7 separate regions of the Mus musculus genome follow, and all the other regions are linked to region 7. The links are chromatin contacts, called in public ChIA-PET, HiChIP or PLAC-seq and promoter capture Hi-C maps. All regions are on one chromosome and are shown on one strand. The core of a region is the stretch at or near the end of the contact, and the rest is flanking DNA. Distances in the headings are between cores, read along the strand shown.

Region 1 (2,968 bases), core at 417-2,916, 870 kb after region 7:
GCTTCCTCACCCACAATCCTCTTGCAACTCCCAAGAAAGCCCCGGCGTGGCCGCTCTGCTAAGAAAGAGAACTCTGGAGCCGGGCCTAGGCACAGGCAGCCCCAGCGAGACCAGCCAGGCGGTGTCTGCCTTGTCCTGCTGTGTGAGGAGAGGAAGGGGCTGAGTTTATCCACTCCTTTCTGTTTCTGGAAGCGAAAAGCAGCTCACAAACCCCAGAAGCCTGGAAACCTGTAAATGGAACAGAAGTCATTCTAGGGGAATCTCAGCAAGAGGGGGGAGGGGGGAAAGCCAGCTGTCGCTACTCTGAATTTAAAGACCTAGAATATCCCTAGTGGCTGAAAGGGGGAAGAGAGGTGGGGGTGGGGGTGGTGAAATCAGACCAGGCCCTAAGTCTACCTGGGGAAGAGGACTAGACATTAGTGTTAAGGAATACCTTCCAGCTGCTGTCACCTGTTCCCCGCGGGAGGGTGTGCCTCCTTCCCCCTTGACGGGCTAGTTTCTCCTGCCCTTCCTTCCACTTAATTCCTGGCCAGGTAGACATATTATCAATGCCTTTAGAGGCCTGGATCTAAGTATTTCTAGAGCCTTCTCTCCTAAGGGAGAGGAGACAGTTCTTTTTCCTTTTGGCTCCATTTCAGCATTCTGGCCACCTGTTAGACTTGAAGCATTCGTTGAATGAGTGAGTCTTGTTCAATGCCGGGTGCCTGCATTTCACAGTACCTGGGTGGAGGGCAGAGGCCTGGGAACTCCTCCAGTGTGTGGAGACTGGAGGGCCGGACGGAGGTTGGGCAAACCCAGACTTTCCGAACCCTCAGAGGAGCTTCCGAACTTGTCCAGGGAAGAGGGCATGGTGCACCCCTGGGACAGACTCTGGGACAGACCCGTGGATCTGTTTCTTCGCCTCCAACCTGTTGGGGCAGTGACTGGGGGCTGAGTTGCTGAGCAGACTTCTGTGCTGGGCTCAAACCCTTCTGTCTCCACTCCCCACCCCCTCTGGGCTGGTCCTTTGAAACAGTGTTCTTCTAGTCGTTTGTCCTTGTAGGTGTAATGAAAAGTGGCCCGCAGGCCCGGGACGGAGTCCCAGTGTCCTTCTCACTTTGAGATACCTCTCCAGGGTCTCAGTTCCCTCCTCCTTAAACCACGAGTACCCAGGTTGAGGCTGCGGTTCGAAGATGATGCAGGGGAGAGCCCAGAAAAGGAGTTGGTGCCCAGGGTCTCACAAAACAGGAGGAAGCTTTGAAGCCATCGGCCTTTGGTGGACAACCGGGATGCAGACAAAAAGTCCAATGCGACGATTGGCCCAAGGTCATTCAACCAGGACTGGGTCTGACCCCAAGTGGCCTGATTCTAAGAGCCTGGGCTTGGTCAACAGCCAGGTTGCAGCCAGCGGTGTTGGAGGAACAGGGAGGTGGCGCCCAGCGGCTTCGGTTTTGAAACGGTTGAGGGAAGCTGACTGCCACCTGGGGAACCAGGCTTTAACAAGGCGACCCGCCTGGCAGTCACTGGGCCGCGACCCTCCCCGGGAGGGGCGGGGCGGACAGTTACCTCATCGCCGCCTCCGGGAGGCCCCGCTCGCTTGCTCGCCCGCGCGGCCGACTGGGGCGGCGGCTCCCGGCGCCGGAGCGAGAAGGGGACGGAGCTGAAGGTGGGGGCGGGTCTGCACCGCACCGGGTGCACTCTTCCTGCGGAGCTGCGGGTGCGTCCGCCCGCTCGATCCTCAGGCCTGGCCTCTTGTGGCTGAGGTGCTGTAGGCGACGCGATGCGGGTATCCCGGGCCGGGCAAGCAAGGCGCAGAACGGGCTCATGAAGCTCCCCGGTGCCAGGCGCGGGAGCGCGGGCCAGCCATGGGCGGCAGCCTGCGGGTGGCTGTTCTGGGTGCTCCGGGAGTGGGTAAGACCGCCATCATCCGCCAATTCTTGTTTGGTGACTATCCTGAGCGCCACCGACCCACGGACAGTCCCTGCCTCTACCGACCCGCGGTGCTGCTCGACGGCGCGGTCTACGACCTGAGTATCCGCGATGGTGACGTCGCTGGACCCGGCTCAAGCCCCAGAAGTCTTGAGGTAGCGGTTCGAGGGGGCCAGGGGTGTGTGTACACTTGGTGCCCATGTGTACTGATCCAGGGCGCCCGAGCCCGTTCTGGGATTGAAGTGTGTGTGTCTAGGTAGTTTGCATACGAGCTTCCTGCGCTAACCTGTAGGTGCCCTGTGGCTGTTTCCTCTCTCTCTCTCTCTCTCTCTCTCTCTCTCTCTCTCTCTCTCTCTCTCTCTCTCTCTCTCTCTTTTGTTTTTGTTTTTGTTTTTTTCGAGACAGGGTTTCTCTGTGCAGTGCTGGCTGTCCTGGAATTCTCTCTGTAGACCAGGCTGGCCTTGAACTCAGAAATCCACCTGCCTCTGCCTCTCAAGTGCTGGGATTAAAGGCGTGCGCCACCACGCCCGGCTCTGTGGCTGTTTCTTGTCTTCTTTGCCTGCCTAGGCTGGTGTCTGGGTCAGTGTGTGGCACAGCTTGAGCTGAGCCGCGCCGCTGTGACAGACTGGACCAGACACAGGAGTACCCTTTCTAGAGGGGGCCACCGCACCCTCAGACTCCCAGTCTTTGGCGCTGCATTCATTTCAAAGCTGGCATTTGAGCAGCACCTGGGAGGCTAAATGAAGTTTTGGTGAAAGAAGCTGTAAGAATATTGCAAGGGGGAAAGAGCAGCAAGAGACAAGCCAGAGGCTTCACCTGTACAGCTGCACCAGGACAGTCAGTTACCATCTGTCAGCCGGTGGACGGCAGATCCCAGGCTCTGAGGCAGTAGGAGCATAGTAGGTTGACGGGTGGCCCAGGAAGTAGGAGGGCTAAGGACTGACAAGATCCAAGCACGGCTGGGAAGTCTGGCCTGTGGGAGGGCGCGTCCCATCCGGAGTATTGCTGGGAGGTGACGGGGAGTGAGGTTGAATTGGAGTAAACCCCAGCCTCTACCCTC
Region 2 (2,700 bases), core at 82-2,581, 920 kb before region 7:
TTTTTTATCCTTAGACGCCCACAATAGAGGTGAAGGTGAACAAACTGTCTATTGAAATACTGCTTCAGGGGAAGACCAAATGGCTCATATTCACGAGCATCCAGCAAACTGCAGACTGAAGAGGATACAGGCAACTAAGTATTTTTTAAAAAGAAAAACCAAGCCTGGCTAATGTCAGCACTCTGGAGGCAGAGGCAGATCTGTCTGAGTTCAAGGCCAGCGTGATCTACACAATGGGATCCCTGACATCCAGAAGTATGTAGCAAGACCCTGTCTCCAAACAAAGGAGAGAGGTAGAGGGAGGGAGAGAGGGAAAAAATCCAGGGCCAGATAGACACACTCAAGTGCACTTGCTGCCAAACTTGGAAGACCTAAACTCAATCCCAGAAACCATGACTGAACAGAACGATTCCCCTAAGTAATGCTGAACACACACACACAGAAACATAAAAATAAACTGAATTCCCTCTCCCCTCTCCAGTTCATTCTCTTCACCACAAAAGAAACAAACGAGACCCAACGTGAAAGGACCCACGGTCATTCGAATTTCTATCCACAGAGGGAATTAAAATGCATCTGCTGATTCGTTTCTACGGTACCCAATCTAAAAGAAGGGTGTCACATTACGGACTTTAAAAAGCCCTGAAGGTCTCAGGGATGACGCGCCATCCAGGTACAATCTACTTACTCCCAGATCTTACCGTCACAACCAACGGCGTGTAAAAGGGGACCACCAGTGAGTGGCAAGTGGGCAAGGAATAACGGGACAAGACCTCAAAGCCCGTGATCGGATCACGGAGTCTGGGATATAGAAGTCGTGTGGCTCAGAGAAAAAAGCAAGAAAAACAGAAATAATGTCGAGACATGCGCCGAAAACCGGAGCAAGTGCTGGGTGTGGGATGTGGGAGGTTGCGCAGAGACGGAGCTGGCGGATGGGAGCTGAGAAGCCCAGGCCCGAGGAACTGAGGGAAGGGGCTGCATGGGGACGGGGCTGCGGCAGCGCAGGTTTAGACTACGGGGGCGATGGCAGCTGGTGGCACAGGGGTGGAAGCCAGGCCCTGACGCCGCGGACGCAACACCGGAGGAGCCGCAGCGCCGCAGAAGGGCCAGGAGAGAAGCGCCGGCTGCGCCTTTTACCTCGGCTTCGATCTCCGCGATCTTCGCTAAGGTCCCGCTCATGGTGGCGGAGGGCTTAAGGCCACACCAGCCTCCACACTGGTTAGGTCCCCCTTCTCGCGCCCGCCGCGCCTCTGGCCACCACTGCAGCGCGCAAGCGCGGGATCTGCTAAGCTCGCGACACGGTTCCGCGAGAAGTCCGCGCCGACGCTCTCGGAGATGGGCGGTCTCCGCCTTCTCCGCCGACTCCTCCCTGTCCCGCCAGCCAGCGCGGTGTCATAGAGCCCGCAGTGAGGTGACCAGAGCGGTCGCTCGGGCCAACTTCCCGGAGCGCGCCGAGGGTCGCGCGCAGCTCGGCCCCACCCCGCCGGACCTGCGCTCGCCCCTTCGACTCCCGTGCCCAGCGTGCACCTAAACCCGGCGACCATCAGAGTGCGCGCAGATACTTGGAAGCTCCCTTTCTTCATCAGGACAGACCTCGGCTTCCTGGGTTGTAGAGAGACTCAGAGGGGTGGGGGGTTGTAGAGAGACTCAGAGGGGTGGGGGGCACAATTTTTGAGGGATCCTTTGTTTACCAGGAACCCTAAAGAAGGAGTGTGGCACTCAACGAGCCACAGTTAGTGGATCGAATGAGCTCTTCCAGAGAGAGCCATTACTTGGAGAAGCTATCATGTTGAAAAGTTGGAAATTATGTTAGCACAAATTAGAAGGGAATGCATAAATAAATATAAAAGCATTTTTATTGTGTAAAATAAGGTTACAGCCACTAAAGCGTAGTGTGACTGGAAGTGAGTCCCGAATTTGTCAGATGGACAAATAGAACTGTGCCTTTTATCATTATACTCTCTAGGCTGTTTGTTAGAAATACACTTAGAGAGGCATAGGGTAGTGGTACCCACCTTTAATCCCAGCACTTGGGAGGCAGGCGGATTTCTGACTTCGAGGCCAGCCTGCTCTACAGAGTGAGTTCTAGGACAGCCAGGGCTATACAGAGAAACCCTGTCTCAAAAAAAAAAAAAAAAAAAAGTACCGGAGTGTGTCTCCTGGTGGTGCTGAGACCAAGGATCTCCTGTGTTCAAGGCAACCCTCGACTACCACACACCATGCCAGAAAGTACATTCTAGGAAATGTAGATAAACCAGATGATAGAGGCGCACGCCTTTGATCCCAGTACTCAGGAAGCAGAAACAGGTAGATCTCTGAGTTCAGTTCCAGGCCAGCCTGGTCTTCAGAGCAAGTTCCAGGACAGTCAAGGCAGAGAAAGCTATCTCGAAAAACTGGGAAAAAAATAAAATAAAAAAGGGAAAAAAAGAAAAAGGGAGGTAAAAGAATGGTTCCCATAGGAAGGTTTTTCCTGTAATGCCGAGGACTCACTCATGACACTTAGATCGGGAGGATCCCCCTGAACCCTGAGGGGAGAATTGTTTATGGGTCTGATGATGAGGGACATAGAGGGACCGACCATTTGCTTTGTGTAATTGTTTAATTGGGCTTTGGACACGGGTGCATACTTTCTTTTATCTAACTGTGTAACTTTGAATGATCTAAAATTAATTATGTAGACCAGGCTGGCTTGGAACTCCC
Region 3 (2,800 bases), core at 84-2,583, 810 kb after region 7:
TCCCTTTCCCCTTCTTGCTCTGGCCCTACTCTCTCTGGGTCCTGCTCCGGCCCATAGGCTCTTTATTTGTTTCTCATTATGGATGGTAGTGAGCTATCATGTGGTTGCTGGGATTTGAACTCATGGCCTCCGCTGAGCCATCTCACCAGGAACTTTTTTTTTTTTTTTTTTTTTGGAGACAGGGTTTCTCTGTGTAGCCCTGGCTATCCTGGAACTCACTCTGTAGACCAGGCTGGTCTCAAACTCAGAAATCCACCTGCCTCTGCCTCCTGAGTTCTGGGATTAAAGGCGTGTGCCACCATGTCCGGCTGGAACTTTTTTTGTTTGTTTGTTTGTTTTTGTTTTTGTTTTTGTTTTTCGAGACAGGGTTTCTCTGTGTAGCCCTGGCTGTCCTGGAACTCACTTTGTAGACCAGGCTGGCCTCCAACTCAGAAATCCGCCTGCCTCTGCCTCCCAAGTGCTGGGATTAAAGGTGTGTGCCACCACGGCCCGGCTCCGGCTGGAACTTTTAATTAATACTTTTGTTATATAGTGTGTGGAAGTCAGGACAACTTACAGGGTTTTTTCTCTTTCTCCACCACATGGAGAAACTCAGTTCATCAGACTTGGTGGCAGGCACCTTTACCAGCTGAGCCATCCTTACCCCATGAGAACTAAATTTAAAATTCCGTGTGGGGTCTGGCCCACAATGTATGTCTGTTTGTCATACTTCTGTAAGCACTGTCTTTGTTCTGCATTTCATGCCAAGCCTGAAGAACATGGAACATTTTCTCATAGTTGCCGAGCTGACTTGAAAGAGCCTGTTTGTATGAGTCTGGAGACCACATTGTCTCAGAGAGGTAGTCTGAAGTGCTTTGTCTGCCGACGACTCGCCTTTTGGTCTTGGAGTTAGCCTTCCCTGTTTCCCTGTCCTTAAAATGGGTGTTCGTGCTCACCTGGGAGGAACCATTTCCTTTTTAAAGACTGTAGCTCCGGGGTAGTTTGCTTTGTAGGTATGACACTGGATTCAGTCACCAACACCACTAGGAACACTGAGTAAGATGAAAGGTTGTCAAATGGGGAGAAGTGCCTGGAATCTTGCTCAGCCTCACAGGCAGGGTCACAGTTAGGCAGGGGACATTGGTGTGATAAGCCAGTCTCTGTCCTTGAGACAGCTAGCTGAAAGAGCTGAGCACACTCCAGCTCTCCTGTCTTAGGTGAGGAAGAAGCAGCAACCCCACTCTAGCCTCCATTGTGTGTATTTCCGTGTGTGCTGGATGAGTGTGTAGATACAGTCACGTGTCTGTAGAGGCCAGAGGTCAACTTGGAGGTATTGTTCCTCGGGCATTAGCCATCTGGATCTTTGAGAGTTTCTCACTGGCCTGGAAATCATTAACTAGTTTAGTTTGCCTGGTCAGTAAGCTCCAGGGGTTCACCTGGTGGTCACAAGTGCAGCTCCAGCTTTCTTCCCTGAGCTCTGGAGAACTCAGGTCTTCATGATTGCTTGGCAAGCACTTTACCAGCTGGGCTTTCTTTTTGGTTAAAGAATGCCCCTTTTCATTCCCTCTCTTTCTTAGCCTTTCCCCTTTCTTTCCTTTTTCTGAGACAGGGTCTCCCTAGGGAATCCAGGCTGACCTGGAATCCATGATCCTTGTTCTTCAGCCTCCCGAGAACTAGGATTGCAGGTATGGGCCTCTGTGTCTGTTCTGACTTACTCCTGATGGCCCTTGAGATCCATCTATCCTTGTGGCAGGTTTCTGAGCAGCTGTTGTCAGGAAGGGATGGAACAGTTACAGCTCCAGCAGAGACCTTCAGGGGTCAGTGTTCCCTGCCTGTATATATCTATATCCATGCATTCAGAAGTGCTGCTGCACCTGAGTCAGACCTTAAGTTGTTCTCATCTCTGTCTGTTTTGCTGATCAGCTCCCTTGTCAACTCACCATGTGCCCTCAGTGTTCAGTGCATATACTTGCATGCCACCCTCAAAGCTTCTCAATGCAGAGATTGCATGGCCTGGAAGGAAGAAAGGCACCACTGGCCAGTGTCTGCCCTTGTGGACAATGGAGCACTTTCCTCCTCAGAGTGGTATGGTCTTCCTTCCTCCTGAAGACTTAATCACCCGAGCATGGTGGTGTATACCTGCAGTCCTGTCCACCAGCTGAGGCAAAAGAATCATGAGTTTGAGGCTAGCCTGACTTACATAATGGAGTTCTAGTTCTTAGTTACTTTTCTTTTTTCTTTCTTTTTTAAAGATCTATGTATTTATTTCATGTATGTGAGTACACTGTCACTGTCTTCACACATACCAGAAGTGAGCATCGGATCCCCATAACAGATGGTTGTGAGCCACCATGTGGTTGCTGGGAGTTGAACTCAGGACCTCTGGAAAAGCAATCAGTGCTCTTAACCACGGAGCCATCTCTCCAGCCCTTTAGTTCCTTTTCTATGCTGTGATAAAATACCGTGACCAGAAGCAGTTGGGAAGGAAAGGTTTTATTTCAGTTTACAGCTCCACACTCCAGCCCAGTGTAAAGGAAGTTAGGGCAGAAGCCGAAGCAGAAGCCACAGAGAATGCTGCTTACTGGCTTATTACTCAGCGTGCTTTCTTCTACACCCAAGACCACCACCCACACAATCATTAATAAGATGTCCTACAGACTTGTCTACAGACAATCTGGGGAAGCCATTTTCTCAAGCACACCTCTTCTTAGATTAACAAAGCATCAGGATAGCTTGTCTCAAGAATTTAGACAGGGCCTGTGAGGTGTAAAGGCCCTTGCCACCAAGCCTCATGAACTGATTGAGTTCCTAGAGTCCACAT
Region 4 (2,872 bases), core at 19-2,518, 710 kb after region 7:
GGTCTGTGGAGTAGGTTGTGATTCTGGGGTCTCTTCAATGACCCCGGTACCTCATGAACCCCTGCTTAGCATGGTTGTGCTACCATCCAGGAGAATGTTGATGGAACCAAATTAAATATTTACTGTACGTTGTGGTGTTGTCTTCATCTACAAGGAATCTCAGTAGTTGTCTAAGGCAGGGCAGCTTCCAGTTGGCTGAGGGTTACACTGGCTTTGATCTCTTAGGGAGACCGTCTTCATCTTCGTCCCAGAGCAAGAAAAGGAGCTGTTTCGGCGCCACAAGGTATTCAATGTTCATGTTTGCAGACAACCAGAATTTACTCCAGAAATGCCAGGCATAGGAAACATCTGAAGCTTACAGGTACTGCACTAGAGTCTTGGGGGAAAATAAAAAATCAAAACAAAACAAAACAGTGAAGCAGGAAGCAGGTGTAATATAGGATTATGCCCCTGCCTCAGTTCCTTTCTGGGTGTAGTGACTCCGATAGTATCAAGAAGTTAGAGTGGGGGGGGGGGGCGGTGGTGGCACACGCCTTTAATCCCATCACTTGGGAGGCAGAGGCAGGCAGATTTCTGAGTTGGAGGCCAGCCTGGTCTACAAAGTGAGTTCCAGGACAGCCAGGGCTATACGGAGAAACCCTGTCTCAAAAAACAAAAACAAGGGCTGGTGAGATGGCTCAGTGGGTAAGAGCACCCGACTGCTCTTCTGAAGGTCCAGAGTTCAAATCCCAGCAACCACATGGTGGCTCACAACCATCCGTAAAGAGATCTGACTCCCTCTTCTGGAGTGTCTGAAGACAGCTACAATGTACTTACATATAATAAATAAATAAATCTAAAAAAAACAAAACAAAAATTTAAAGAAGAGTCAGGCATGGTGACACCTGCCTAAGTCCAGCGAGTCCAATGCAGGCGGATCGTAGTGACCAGCCTGATCTATATAGCGTTCAAGACCCGCAAGTGTGCTATGTAGTGAGGCCCTGAACAAAGTCAGAAGACAAAATCCACTCCTGTTCAAATGATAGCACAGCGACACTTGTGCTTTCTTGAGATACCACAAACTCACTCGAGTGAGTCGGCGGAGGGCCCACTAATTCACACTCCGGTGAAGGGGCACGAAGCACAGACTTGGACATTATCGCCCCAGTTTCCCAACTTAATAGAACTAGACTCGCCCCTTCCTTGCTTCCCAAGCTGCATCTGGCCTTCGTGTCTCACTTCCGGCCTGTGGCTCTCTTCTTCCGCTTCTCTATGGTCGCGAGCCGGAAGTGGCTACCCGGCTGGAAGGCGTGAGGAGCATTCTGGTGAGCGAGGGTAGAGGGCTGCTGGCTGGGGCTGCAGGTCCTCGCTGGGCGATCCGGGCTTGATGTGCAGACGGCACGGAGCGTGTCCGCGGGCTGGGGTCCTCACCTGTCGGGGTCCCCCAGGCTCGTGGCGGTTTTCTAGGAACTAACCGGAGCAGCATCCTCTGTCCCCATTGTAGTCTCCCGAGAGTGCTGCTGCTGGTGGTGACCCTCGTCGATGGTCCTCTTGGGCGTGTGGCAAACGCTCCTGGGTGGCGGTTGGCTTTCCCGGGTTTTCCGTGCCACCCTTGTGGGTTTTGTCAGATGAGTCCGCCACTCGTTTACCTGTCACCGGCAGCCTCCTGCGGTCCTCTGAGAGAGGCGTTACCATCGTCGCGCCGCACCAGACTCCAAGGAGTCGCAGAAAAGAGCTTTTATTGCTGGAGCAGAAAGGCTGAGAGCGCGAAGTGCGGACGTTACAAGGGCAAAGAAGCTTGGCTTGGCTTTTCTTTATGTTGTCCGCTCTATTTCCTAGCTAGCTGGCTGGACTTAGTGTATTTGCTTCATTAAATATTTTGCTTATCTTAATTTCTAAGAAAAGGAAAACAAGAATTTTTTTTCTTAAGTTATACTGCAAAGGGCTCGGGCAGTAAGAAGAGGTGCCACCTGCTCCGTTTTAATGAAGATTTTAAATGCAGTCACTATAGTCCTGTCTGTCTGGCAGCTTCTGTAGTCCAGGTTGGCTTCACATTGGTAAAGATCCCTCTGCCTCAGTCACTCAAGCTCTGTGATTCCTGATATTTACCACTATCCTGTCTCACAGCCCATCCGCCCCTCCCCCCTTTTTTCTTGGAGACGAGATTTTATTATGTAGCCCAAACTGACTTTTGAACACATTATATAGCAAAAGCTGATCTGGAACATCTCGTCAGCCAGCTCTCAGTCTGACCTGTTCTCATTGCAGGCATGTCCCGCCACACAGTTTTATGCAGTCCAGGAGATCAAACACAGGCGTTTGAGTATGCTAGGCCAGCACTCTACCAGCTGAGTAATATTCCCAACTTCACAGTCACTTTTTAAACCTATAGTTACTTTGGTAGAAGAAAACTTGGGTCTGGTCTGCATGCCATAAATAGGAAATGGCTTCCACTTGTCTTATGATATTGATATAACTGCATAGTATACATAGTATGATGAAAACATTTATTAATAAATTCTGTCTTGGTTTCCTTGTCTAAGATTCTGAGAGAGAATCCATTTCTTTTTAAATTATTTTTATTTTATGTACATCGGTGTTTTGCCTGCGTGCGTGTCCGTGTGAGGTGTTAGATCTTGTAGTTACAGTCAGTTGTGAGCTGCCACGTGGATGTTGGGAATTGCAGCTGGATCCTCTGGAGGAGCAGTCGATGATGCTCTTAACTTCAGAGTCATCTCTCCAACTTGAGAATCTATTTCTCACAAGAACCTTGGTGTTTGTAAATATTAACAATAAACTAGGAAACTTGAAGTAATTAGACATTTCGTTTGTGATTTTTGTCTCACTGTGTAGACCAGGCTGTCCTCAACCTCACAAAGATCCACTTGCTTCT
Region 5 (2,824 bases), core at 149-2,648, 860 kb before region 7:
GTTCTGACTTCCTTATTTACACACATGGGCACACACCATGTGATCTGACCCTACACACACACATACCACACACATATATACACACCACATGCACACCCCCCCACCCCTCCCCAACCCCACCCCCACACGCACACACACGCACTCTTTGGGGGGCGGTGTTTATATGTGTGTTTTGCCAGCATATGTGTATGTGCATGACTGAGTATCAGAGGAGGGAGTCCATATTCTGGATCTGGACACAGATGGCCTTATGCTAAGTGCTGGGAACTGAACTAAGTGCTCCGCAAGAGCAACAAGTGCTCGTAACTAATGAGCCACCTCCCCAGTCCGGACAATGGTTTTAAAAGGCATGTCAGGTGGTTTGGGGACATGGTTCAGAGACTAGGAGTACTTGCTGCTCTTCAAGAAGAGCTGACCCGAGTTCCACTGCCTACTTCAGCTACCTCCCATGGTCGACAACTGCCTATAACCCCAGTTCTTGAGGCCCTGAAGTTTTCCTATGGCCTGAGTACAGACACAGATAAACCCACAAATAAAAATAACCCTTTTCTTCTTAAAAGACACATCAGGGTTCAATCACTTCTCATAGTTAGAATCACATTAGCTTTCCACTATGATAAAGTCTATAAAACTTACTTCATAGTGTTATTTTTTTCCTCCCTACATTGTGGCAAGATCAAAACAGAGTTTCTATTCTTGGATTTGCCCCAGTCACAAGGTAGTCTTGGCAAACCACCCTGTTCTCTCAGTTTACTGAGGCTGCTTGGGAACTTCAACTGCCAGCCAAATAGAAACTCCAAAAGCCCTAAGTTATGTGGATGTGGTTTAACTGTAGACACAAATTATTGCAACTAGATTTCCTATATACTGCTTGAGGGGAGTTGGAAGGAAGACATTTTACTTCTGGGCTGGTAAAAAGGGTGGACTTTACAATATAGCTAAAGGAATTCAATGTTTGTGTAACATGTATTTTCAGCTAATGATACCCTTTCTGTGTTCCTACTATATATGGATAACCCAAACCTCAAATGTTAGTAAAGGAATGTGACTGAACTGGCCCTAGCAAAGTACAATTTAAATATATTGCTTCCAGACAGATAATTCTTAGTTGTGCTGTCTATGTGGTCTTAAATTCTTCCTGCTTCTGCAATCAGCATCCGCTCTTACAACTGTGTAGTGCTTTTGGGGCTCCTAATCCACCCCACTCCACGATGCCTTCTGACACAGTGACTCTGTACTCACACTGGTGGAAAAGGAAGAAAAGCCCTGGGCATGCAGTTGTGCAGGTCTCACGCGGAGCTGCTGCTAAGCAAAACCTCTCTGCCACTCTCGGCTTGGCTGAGTTCCTCTCTTGGCTCAGGGTTAGTGATCTGGTAAGGTCTAGGAGGCTTAGGACCCAGGGGGCGCCTTTCAGCTGAAAAACACCTCGGCTGCAGCAAGCTAGCTGGGAAGCTCCCAGTTCTAAAGAGAGGCTGTTTACCAGAAGAGCATAACAGGGGCCGGCCAGTCTGACTGCAAGGAGACAAAACTGCTGCCAAGGAGGACCCCCCCCCCCCATTTGGACACTGGCTGTTGAGTCACCTGCGAGCCGAAGAGACGAGGATGCTGTTGGCTTGGGTACACACATTTCTTCTCAGCAACATGCTTCTGGCAGAAGCCTATGGATCTGGAGGTGAGATTACGTTTTCTCCCCCTTTCTGCAGCAACTTAAATGAAACAGATTCCCCAAACGTGGTCAGGCCGACAGGGAAGGAAGGTTTTGGCTGCTTTTCTCGTTATCCTACGAAAGCATTCTTCTCTCCTCTCTCCTTCCTTGCCAGAGGCTTGCAGCTCCATCTTTGCCATTAAGAACAAAGACAAGTAGTCACTTTCTCTTTCCCTTTCCTTTCACACGAGTGGATGGAGTGGAATTCGTCTCTTCTACTCCCCAGAGTCTTACCCTTTTAAAGTCCGTTTGCTTTGTGTGGCAGGCGCACGAACCTCCCCTCTCCAGCCTCCTCCCGTGGCTCTCTGCTGAGGGGAGTGGGAGCTTAAGAGATGAGGCAGAGACCCTCAGCTGGGGTCTCTATTGGATCTTTTGCTTCCCTGAATCAAAGGCTTTTGTGGAATTCTCTTGGGAGCTGGCGGTGTCTGTTAAACTAGCAGAAAGTGGCTGTATTCGTAGAGAAGGGAACACCAGTTTATATAACATTGACTTCTCAACACTGGGATGACTTCCATGTCTGACTGCCCAGAACCAAACTCACCATCTCCACAGAAAGACCTTAGGGAGAAAGACCTTCTTGTACCTTCAAAGTGGTCCCAAGTCCAAGAATAACAACCCTTTGCAGTTGTGCAGCGATCTTAAGCTTTTTTAAAAGGAAGGAAGGAAGGAAGGAAGGAAGGAAGGAAGGAAGGAAGGAAGGAAGGAAGGAAGGAAGGGAAGGGAAGGGAAGGGAAGGGAAGGAAGAAGAAAGCTAAATCGAGTGTTGTGTGTGGACCAAACGCCGCCAGGGGCGTGACACTCTGAGGTACACAGGGCTTTCTCCCGCGGGGCCAGAGAAACGCACTAAGAGTCTCGGGCGGGTTCCTCTTCCTCATAGGCTGCTTCTGGGACAACGGCCACCTGTACCGGGAGGACCAGCCCTCGCCCGCGCCGGGTCTCCGCTGCCTCAACTGGTTGGCCGCGCAAGGCAGCCGCGAGTCGCTCACCGAGCCCAGTGAGTGTCCGCCGGGGAGGCGGGCGGGGTTGGTGGGCGGCGGCCGCGGCCCTTGACTCCTCTTCTCCCCACCTCAGGCCCGGGCAACCACAACTACTGCCGGAACCCGGACCAGGACCCGCGCG
Region 6 (2,896 bases), core at 162-2,661, 760 kb after region 7:
TAGAACGAATACTCCTGTTCCACCCACTGCGCAGGGTGCGCAAGAAAGGGTGGGCAGAGTTGGCATGGCAAGCGGCTGCTGGATACCTGATACGCTGGGTCCAGACGGGGCTTGCTCCATTTCAGATGGGAGATCAGTCTGAATCTGGGGTCTAACAGTGTGTGGGGCACAGGGGTTGGCCCCGGTGTTTAATTACAGACATAAAAAATGTGGAGGGTGGTTTCCTTTTTCTAAAGGAAAATCCAGAGTTGGGGCGCCCCAAGGGAGGGTCTGGGTAAAACCGCTACTTTGTCAGGTGGCATGCACCTCGCAGCGGGTCTAGCTACTTCTGAGAGGAGTCCTCTCGGGCTGCTCACTGCTCCGCCAGGAGGGGGCGACCCCTTCCCACCCCGCGCTCCCGCGCACCTCGGAACCACTCCTCGGACTGCAGCGTGCTCTGCACCGCGTGGCCTTCGAGCTGCGCGCGGATCTCCCGCAGCGCCGACGTCACGTCGCACTTGAGGGCGTCGCGAGCCTCGGCCTGAGCCTGCGCCTGCGCGGCCCCGCAGCCCTGGATCTGACCGAGCAGCTCGCCCACCTCCTCCTGGTGGTGGCGCCGCAGGTAGCCGCACTCCTCCTGCAGCGCCTGCGCCTTCTTCTGCAGCTCCACGCGCGCCGCTTCCGCCTCCTGCGCGAAGCGCGCCAGGGCGCGCGCCGCCGCCTCCGCCTCCTCACGCTGCCGGGCCTCCTCGTCCAGCCGCTGGCGGACGTGAGCGATGTCCTCCAGCAGGTGCTCCTGCTCCAGGCGCAGCTGCCCGCGCGCCGCCCCGAGGCGCAGCACGGCGCCGCGCATCTCGCGCACCTCGCGCTCGTACAGCTCGCCCATGGCGGCGCGGCCGGCTTGCTGCTGCCGCAGCGCCGCCGCCTCGCCCTCCAGGCTGCGGTTGTGCGCCTCGAGCTGCCTCACCTTGTCGATGTAGCCCGCGAAGCGGTCGTTCAGAGCCTGCAGCTGCTCCTTCTCGCTGCGCGCCGCCACCGCCGCCACCACGCAGCCCTCTGGGCCGTTGCTTAGGGTGTCTAGCGAGTCGGTGCTCGAGGCGGCGCCGCGGAAGCGGCTGGGTGAGGCGGACACGGAGCTCACGGACGTCCGCGCCCACGAGTGGAAGCCGCTGGAGGAGCCGGCCGCGGAGCGCGTGCCGCCCGGGCCTGCCTTGCGGCTCAGCGAGTAGTGCAGGCTGCCGCCTCCGTGCAGCGGCGCGAACGGGGCGCCCAGCAGCGCATCGGCGCTGCCGAAGCTCATCATGGCCGGAGCAGGTGCGGCCGCCAGCGGAGCGGGAGTGCGGGGCTGGGACGGGGCAGGCAGCACTGCGGCAGCTCTGGGACTCCGGCTCTTTTATATCCGCGGTGGCCCGGTCCGGCCCCTCGGCAGTGGGGGGCTGGGGAGGAGGGCCCCACCCTCTCCACCTCCTCCCCCGCGGCCCCGGGCCGACCGGCTTCTCCGCAGTGAGAGGGGCGGGGCTGGGGGGGACGACCCAGGAGTGAAGGGGAATCGACGCATCGTCAGTAGAGCCTCCCGAGGTCAGACCAAGGAGTAAAGGACTTCCGGAGCGGACAAGTGCAGACCTCCAGGTGCATGTCGGAAGACCCTATTAGTCAGAATAAGACCCTCAGAATAAGAGAGGGCACTGGAAATAGGGAGAGGATTGCAGAACTGATGGGTCAGGGCGCCTTCGGGTTGAAGCAGTGGGAGACTGCAGTGATTACTATGAGAGGACACCCCCACTTGAGAAGCAGCACAGGGTTGGTTCCCTGATAGTTAGAGAGGACCTTGAGATGAGGAGTGCAGACTGCAGTCACCCACGAAGGGATTCTGTATGGGGTTGCATGATGGATGCTACTGATGATAAATGGGGACCTTCTAGCTGGCGGTGCAGTGTTCCCCAGATACTACAGCGGCCCTGGGCCACCCAAAGGGGCTTAAGGAACTGTACAGCTGGCTTCGGGGTTGGGGTTGGGGTGGGCGTGGAGTTTGAAAGGACCGCAAAGCTACCCTGAGAAGGAGAACACTGCAGACGGAGAAAGGGAGCGCTGGGTGAGAGGAACGTGGTGCTCTCTAAAAATTCCAGTGGCCACGACTGGAAAGTGGAGTCTCCTCTTGCCCGGAAAGGAAAACTGCCTACGAAGAACAGGGGGTCCCTCAGTAGGCAGCAAGAGCCTCAACACCGAAGCCAAGTTCTGCCACAGGGTGGGGTTAGCTTCTGTGCTTCGCTAGCTGAATGACCTTGTACAAATTGTGTTCTCCTATGTTTGGTTTTCCCTTGTGTGCAAGAGACAAGATGCAGCTCCAAGCTCCCATGTGCCCCTAGGAGGTTCGAACTTGGGAAATGTCTGGCTGATTTTGGGGAGGAGAACCCACATATTGCCAGTCGGAATAGTAACCAGTTCCTCTCACCTGAGAACTTTGTCTTTCTCCCTTCCTTGCCCGATTTTTCTGCTTTATCTTGGCATCTCATTCCTTTTCCAGAATAGATGAACCAGTACTGCCGTAAGCATCCCCTTTCATGCTCCGAGGAAGTGGTGGAGTGGTTTTTCAGTACCAAAGTCCACCGACCTCCATCATGAGCCCTACTGAGGCTTCAGGTGAAAGGGCGGGGACGGCGGAGGGGCTTAGACTTGGAGCTCTTGCTTTATTATACGGCTCGTTCTTGGTTTGGTTTTCCGGTCAAAAGCGGTGTTAGTGGACGGAGCCGCCCGTGCCGCTATCGCTTCAGCACCACGGACAGCAGCCGCTCCTCGGATGGGAAGGGTTAAATCTATGCCTAACGGAGTAGGGAGGTTCCATAGCTTTTCCAAGCAGTCCCTCTGTGCGGTACAGGGGAGGATTGGATGAGTCATATGACGGGCTCGAAACGACCTA
Region 7 (2,754 bases), core at 11-2,510:
AACTCACTTTGTAGACCAGGCTGGCCTCAAACTCAGAAATCTGCCTGCCTCTGCCTCCCGAGTGCTGGGATAAAAACCACCACGCCCAGCTTTGTACTTTTTTTTTTTTTTTTTTTTTTGAGATAGGATTTTTATTTGTAGCCCAGTCAGTCTGTCCGGAACTTGTAAACTGTTTTAGCCTACAGAGTACAGGCATCTGTTATCATGCCTAATTTATCTTTAATTTTTATGTATTTGTGCATGTGTAGGTGTGTCGGTGGGGTGATGGAATTTAAATATAGGAAGTATGTATATACCTTAAATAGATGGAAGTGGTGGTATGCTAACCATATTTCAATAAAACTATTGGGGAGTCAGGCAGGATAGCCCACATCTGTAATCCCAGCACTTGGGAGACAGGGAGGGCCCTAGACTACATAGTAAAGTCAAAGCCACTTTGGAGACCCTATCTCAAAGAAAAACAATACAAATCAACCCTCACCAGAAAGGTGTTGGGAAGAAAAAGGTAGAGCTTAGGTCTGATATATATATATGTGTGTGTGTGTGTGTGTGTGTGTGTGTGTGTATGTGTATATATATATATATATATATATATATATATATATAATTTGGTTTTGGGTTTTGGTTTTTCGAGACAGTGTTTCTCTGTGTAGCCCTGGCTGTCCTGGAACTAACTCTGCAGACCAGGCTGGCCTCGAACTCAGAAATTCGCCTGCCTCTGCCTCCCAAGTGCTGAGATTAAATTAAAGGCGTGAGCCATCTTGCCCGGCTGTTCTGTATTATTCTTATAGGGTCTCCCACGAGCTAATTTGCATCCCCCTAAGCAGAACAGCCAGGTGGTTCAGATCCCTAAGCCCACTTGCGTCTCATCACTGTTCTTGAAAATGACCTGGCGAAGTAGCGCTACCCACGACCCTGTTTCCCATGGAGGCAGAGACCTTAGGACCTCTAGGGAAGCCCTAGACCTTCTGCCAGAGAGCAGCAGCAGGTGACACACCAGCTCCGGGCCAACCCGGAAAAGCCAGACGAGCTAGTCCAGGTGAGTTTTTGTGATTGGCAGCCAGGGAAGGCGGGCCCTTGGTGACGGTTGTCCCGCCCCCTCACGTCGGTCCACTTGGCGCCAGGCTGGAGGAGGGGCGAGGCTCGGGACCCTCGGCACCCATTGGGCGCGTGGTGGGAGCTCCCTGGGTATCCGCCCCCAGCTTTGTGGCAGCCAATGGGCACAGTGCGTGGGAGGGGCGTCGGCAGCGTCGGCGGAGGCCGGGCGGCTCAGGCGGCTGAGGTGGCCGCTGGCGCTCTGGTGGCGGGCGCGGCCGATATGGCGAAAAGCAGCAGAGAGAATGGGCCGCGCGAGCCCGCAGCAGGCGGGAGCCTGTCTGGGACCCGGGAAAGCCTGGCCCAGGGCCCCGACGCCGCCACCGCCGACGAGCTGAGCTCGCTCGGCTCCGACTCGGAGGCCAACGGCTTCGCCGAGCGCCGCATCGACAAGTTCGGATTCATCGTGGGTTCGCAGGGCGCCGAGGGCGCGTGAGTAGCTCTGGGGTCTGGGCCGGGCGCGGGACCAGCACAGGCGTGGGCCTGACCCACCAACGTGTCTCCACTGTCCCAACCCCACAGATACGCCGCAAGCGGCAGCCTACTTTCTACCTACGAACAGAAAGGCCATTCCCTTCCTCCTGGTCTTCCCCAAACCGACTGATCCATACCCTCCAAGGAGAGTATCCCCGATGGGGGTTTCCCATCTCCAGCTCATAATCTCGCAGGTTACTCTGGCCTTAAAGCTTTGCCACCCCCTGACACGCGCACAGATGGCTGCCCCATACTTTGCCCACAGCTATTCTCCATCTCCCCCTACCCCACAGAATCCTTGTCTCGCCACCTCAGTATCGGCACCCCAGGAAATCTTAAGACTTCAGGACTCCGAGCTATTCCAGGTCGCGCTAACCCTTACCTCCAGACACATATCTCAGAAGGATTGACACTGGCCAGCCCCCTCCCAGAGGGTCCCATCTTGACTCCCAGTTTCTTTTCATCATGGAAAGGTCTCTCCTCATTACACACCCTCTGCCAAAAGGCAGCTTTGTCCATTGTCACAGGCAACAGGTGGGCCGACACTCCTTCCCAGTAGTTATAGGGCACCTCAACTCTAGGACTCCCCTGTCAGCTTCATCACAGGGGAGCCAGCCAGTAGACTCCCAGGCTGCCGTGTTTATGTCCTTCCTTCCCAAATCCAGATCTAGGACTGGAGAAGGAGGGAGACAGCACCCCACCCTTGAGCTACCAGGTACCCAGCTTTCCATTAGAGAAAGCTGAGGCAGGAGTAACACCTTCCCTCCAAGCTGAGCATGTTGGGCTACAGATTTGTACACAGCAGAACCCCTAGAAGCCCGCCCTCCCAGAGACTGCGGATGCGATCTGGTGGTCTCTTCAGGAAGATGGCCTCTAGATCCTGCTTTCATTCCACTTGTCTTGTGATAGGAGACTAGCGCCATACCCAGAACTGACAAGCCTCCCTGTCATAGTGTACCTCCCAGTTTATAGAGCCTCACAGGCACCATGGAAGCCCTACGCCAGTATATATTCTCCCTCTCCTCTGACTGATTGTGACTGCCCAGGATGTCCCCAGCTGTTCTTGGGACTTACAGAAGTGCTTGATTATCTTAAGAACCCACTCCATGAAGCTGTCCCATATAAATGTCACTTCCACCATATCACCCTCCCTCCCCAAGAGTCTCTTATTCACGAGGCCTCCTC

The links. Promoter capture Hi-C pulls out the DNA fragments that hold promoters and counts their contacts. ChIA-PET counts read pairs in DNA pulled down with a chosen protein or histone mark. HiChIP or PLAC-seq counts read pairs in DNA pulled down with a chosen protein or histone mark.
Region 1: a contact with region 7 is called in a FOXA1 HiChIP or PLAC-seq map of pancreatic cancer cells. The contact joins the promoter of Rasl10a here to the promoter of Tbc1d10a in region 7. A contact is called at or near these places in 4 of 39 promoter capture datasets (the HPC-7 cell line, cranial neural crest, erythroid cells and 1 more), 1 of 484 Hi-C or Micro-C datasets (bone marrow-derived macrophages), 6 of 115 datasets of contacts at active chromatin or transcription factors (bone marrow-derived macrophages, cardiomyocytes, embryonic stem cells and 3 more) and 1 of 9 other capture datasets (embryonic stem cells).
Region 2: a contact with region 7 is called in a promoter capture Hi-C map of embryonic stem cells, with 13 times the contacts expected there. The contact joins the promoter of Drg1 here to the promoter of Tbc1d10a in region 7. A contact is called at or near these places in 2 of 39 promoter capture datasets (embryonic stem cells and liver), 3 of 484 Hi-C or Micro-C datasets (all in embryonic stem cells) and 5 of 115 datasets of contacts at active chromatin or transcription factors (bone marrow-derived dendritic cells, embryonic stem cells and stem cell-derived neural progenitor cells).
Region 3: a promoter capture Hi-C map of liver shows a contact between it and region 7, with 3 times the contacts expected there. The contact joins the enhancer-like site here to the promoter of Tbc1d10a in region 7. A contact is called at or near these places in 8 of 39 promoter capture datasets (the 3T3-L1 cell line, embryonic stem cells, hematopoietic stem and progenitor cells and 2 more), 2 of 115 datasets of contacts at active chromatin or transcription factors (extraembryonic endoderm stem cells and stem cell-derived neural progenitor cells) and 2 of 9 other capture datasets (embryonic stem cells and liver).
Region 4: a promoter capture Hi-C map of neutrophils shows a contact between it and region 7, with 5 times the contacts expected there. The contact joins the promoter of Thoc5 here to the promoter of Tbc1d10a in region 7. A contact is called at or near these places in 13 of 39 promoter capture datasets (the 3T3-L1 cell line, 3T3-L1-derived adipocytes, the C10 cell line and 9 more), 9 of 115 datasets of contacts at active chromatin or transcription factors (bone marrow-derived macrophages, embryonic forebrain, embryonic hindbrain and 5 more) and 2 of 9 other capture datasets (embryonic stem cells and macrophages).
Region 5: an RNA polymerase II ChIA-PET map of memory CD8 T cells shows a contact between it and region 7, with 14 read pairs. The contact joins the promoter of Pik3ip1 here to the promoter of Tbc1d10a in region 7. A contact is called at or near these places in 3 of 115 datasets of contacts at active chromatin or transcription factors (astrocytes, cardiomyocytes and memory CD8 T cells) and 1 of 9 other capture datasets (macrophages).
Region 6: a contact with region 7 is called in a promoter capture Hi-C map of embryonic stem cells, with 4 times the contacts expected there. The contact joins the promoter of Nefh here to the promoter of Tbc1d10a in region 7. A contact is called at or near these places in 3 of 39 promoter capture datasets (the SN4741 cell line, embryonic stem cells and hippocampal neurons), 2 of 115 datasets of contacts at active chromatin or transcription factors (embryonic forebrain and memory CD8 T cells) and 2 of 9 other capture datasets (embryonic stem cells and macrophages).

What each region holds. Positions count from the first base shown.
Region 1 is chr11:5,056,462-5,059,429 of GRCm38.p6, forward strand. Rasl10a (RAS-like, family 10, member A) reads left to right here and starts at 1,667. Exons shown (of 3, transcript NM_145216.4): 1 at 1,667-2,063. The coding sequence starts at 1,845. It also overlaps a transcript of Gas2l1 not described here.
Region 2 is chr11:3,265,132-3,267,831 of GRCm38.p6, forward strand. It overlaps Drg1 (developmentally regulated GTP binding protein 1), which reads right to left and starts at 1,332. Exons shown (of 9, transcript NM_007879.2): 1 at 1,138-1,332. The coding sequence starts at 1,179.
Region 3 is chr11:4,997,193-4,999,992 of GRCm38.p6, forward strand. All of the region lies in intron 1 of Ap1b1 (adaptor protein complex AP-1, beta 1 subunit), which reads left to right. Among named protein-coding and RNA genes, the nearest start is that of Ap1b1, 12 kb to the left of the region's middle. Within about 2 kb of position 1,334, at least 49 of the 459 cell types and tissues checked have an H3K27ac peak or open chromatin away from gene starts, as enhancers often do. A contact at or near this core is called in extraembryonic endoderm stem cells and liver, where this site is marked.
Region 4 is chr11:4,894,075-4,896,946 of GRCm38.p6, forward strand. Thoc5 (THO complex 5) reads left to right here and starts at 1,269. Exons shown (of 20, transcript NM_172438.3): 1 at 1,269-1,304. It overlaps Nipsnap1 (nipsnap homolog 1), which reads left to right. Exons shown (of 10, transcript NM_008698.3): 10 at 1-127.
Region 5 is chr11:3,329,333-3,332,156 of GRCm38.p6, forward strand. It overlaps Pik3ip1 (phosphoinositide-3-kinase interacting protein 1), which reads left to right and starts at 1,399. Exons shown (of 6, transcript NM_178149.4): 1 at 1,399-1,672; 2 at 2,583-2,699; 3 at 2,777-2,824. The coding sequence starts at 1,603. Gm12592 (predicted gene 12592) reads right to left here and starts at 1,858. Exons shown (of 2, transcript NR_165248.1): 1 at 1,582-1,858.
Region 6 is chr11:4,946,653-4,949,548 of GRCm38.p6, forward strand. Nefh (neurofilament, heavy polypeptide) reads right to left here and starts at 1,412. Exons shown (of 4, transcript NM_010904.3): 1 at 406-1,412. The coding sequence starts at 1,282. It also overlaps a transcript of Ap1b1 not described here.
Region 7 is chr11:4,185,573-4,188,326 of GRCm38.p6, forward strand. It overlaps Tbc1d10a (TBC1 domain family, member 10a), which reads left to right and starts at 1,261. Exons shown (of 9, transcript NM_134023.1): 1 at 1,261-1,527. The coding sequence starts at 1,319.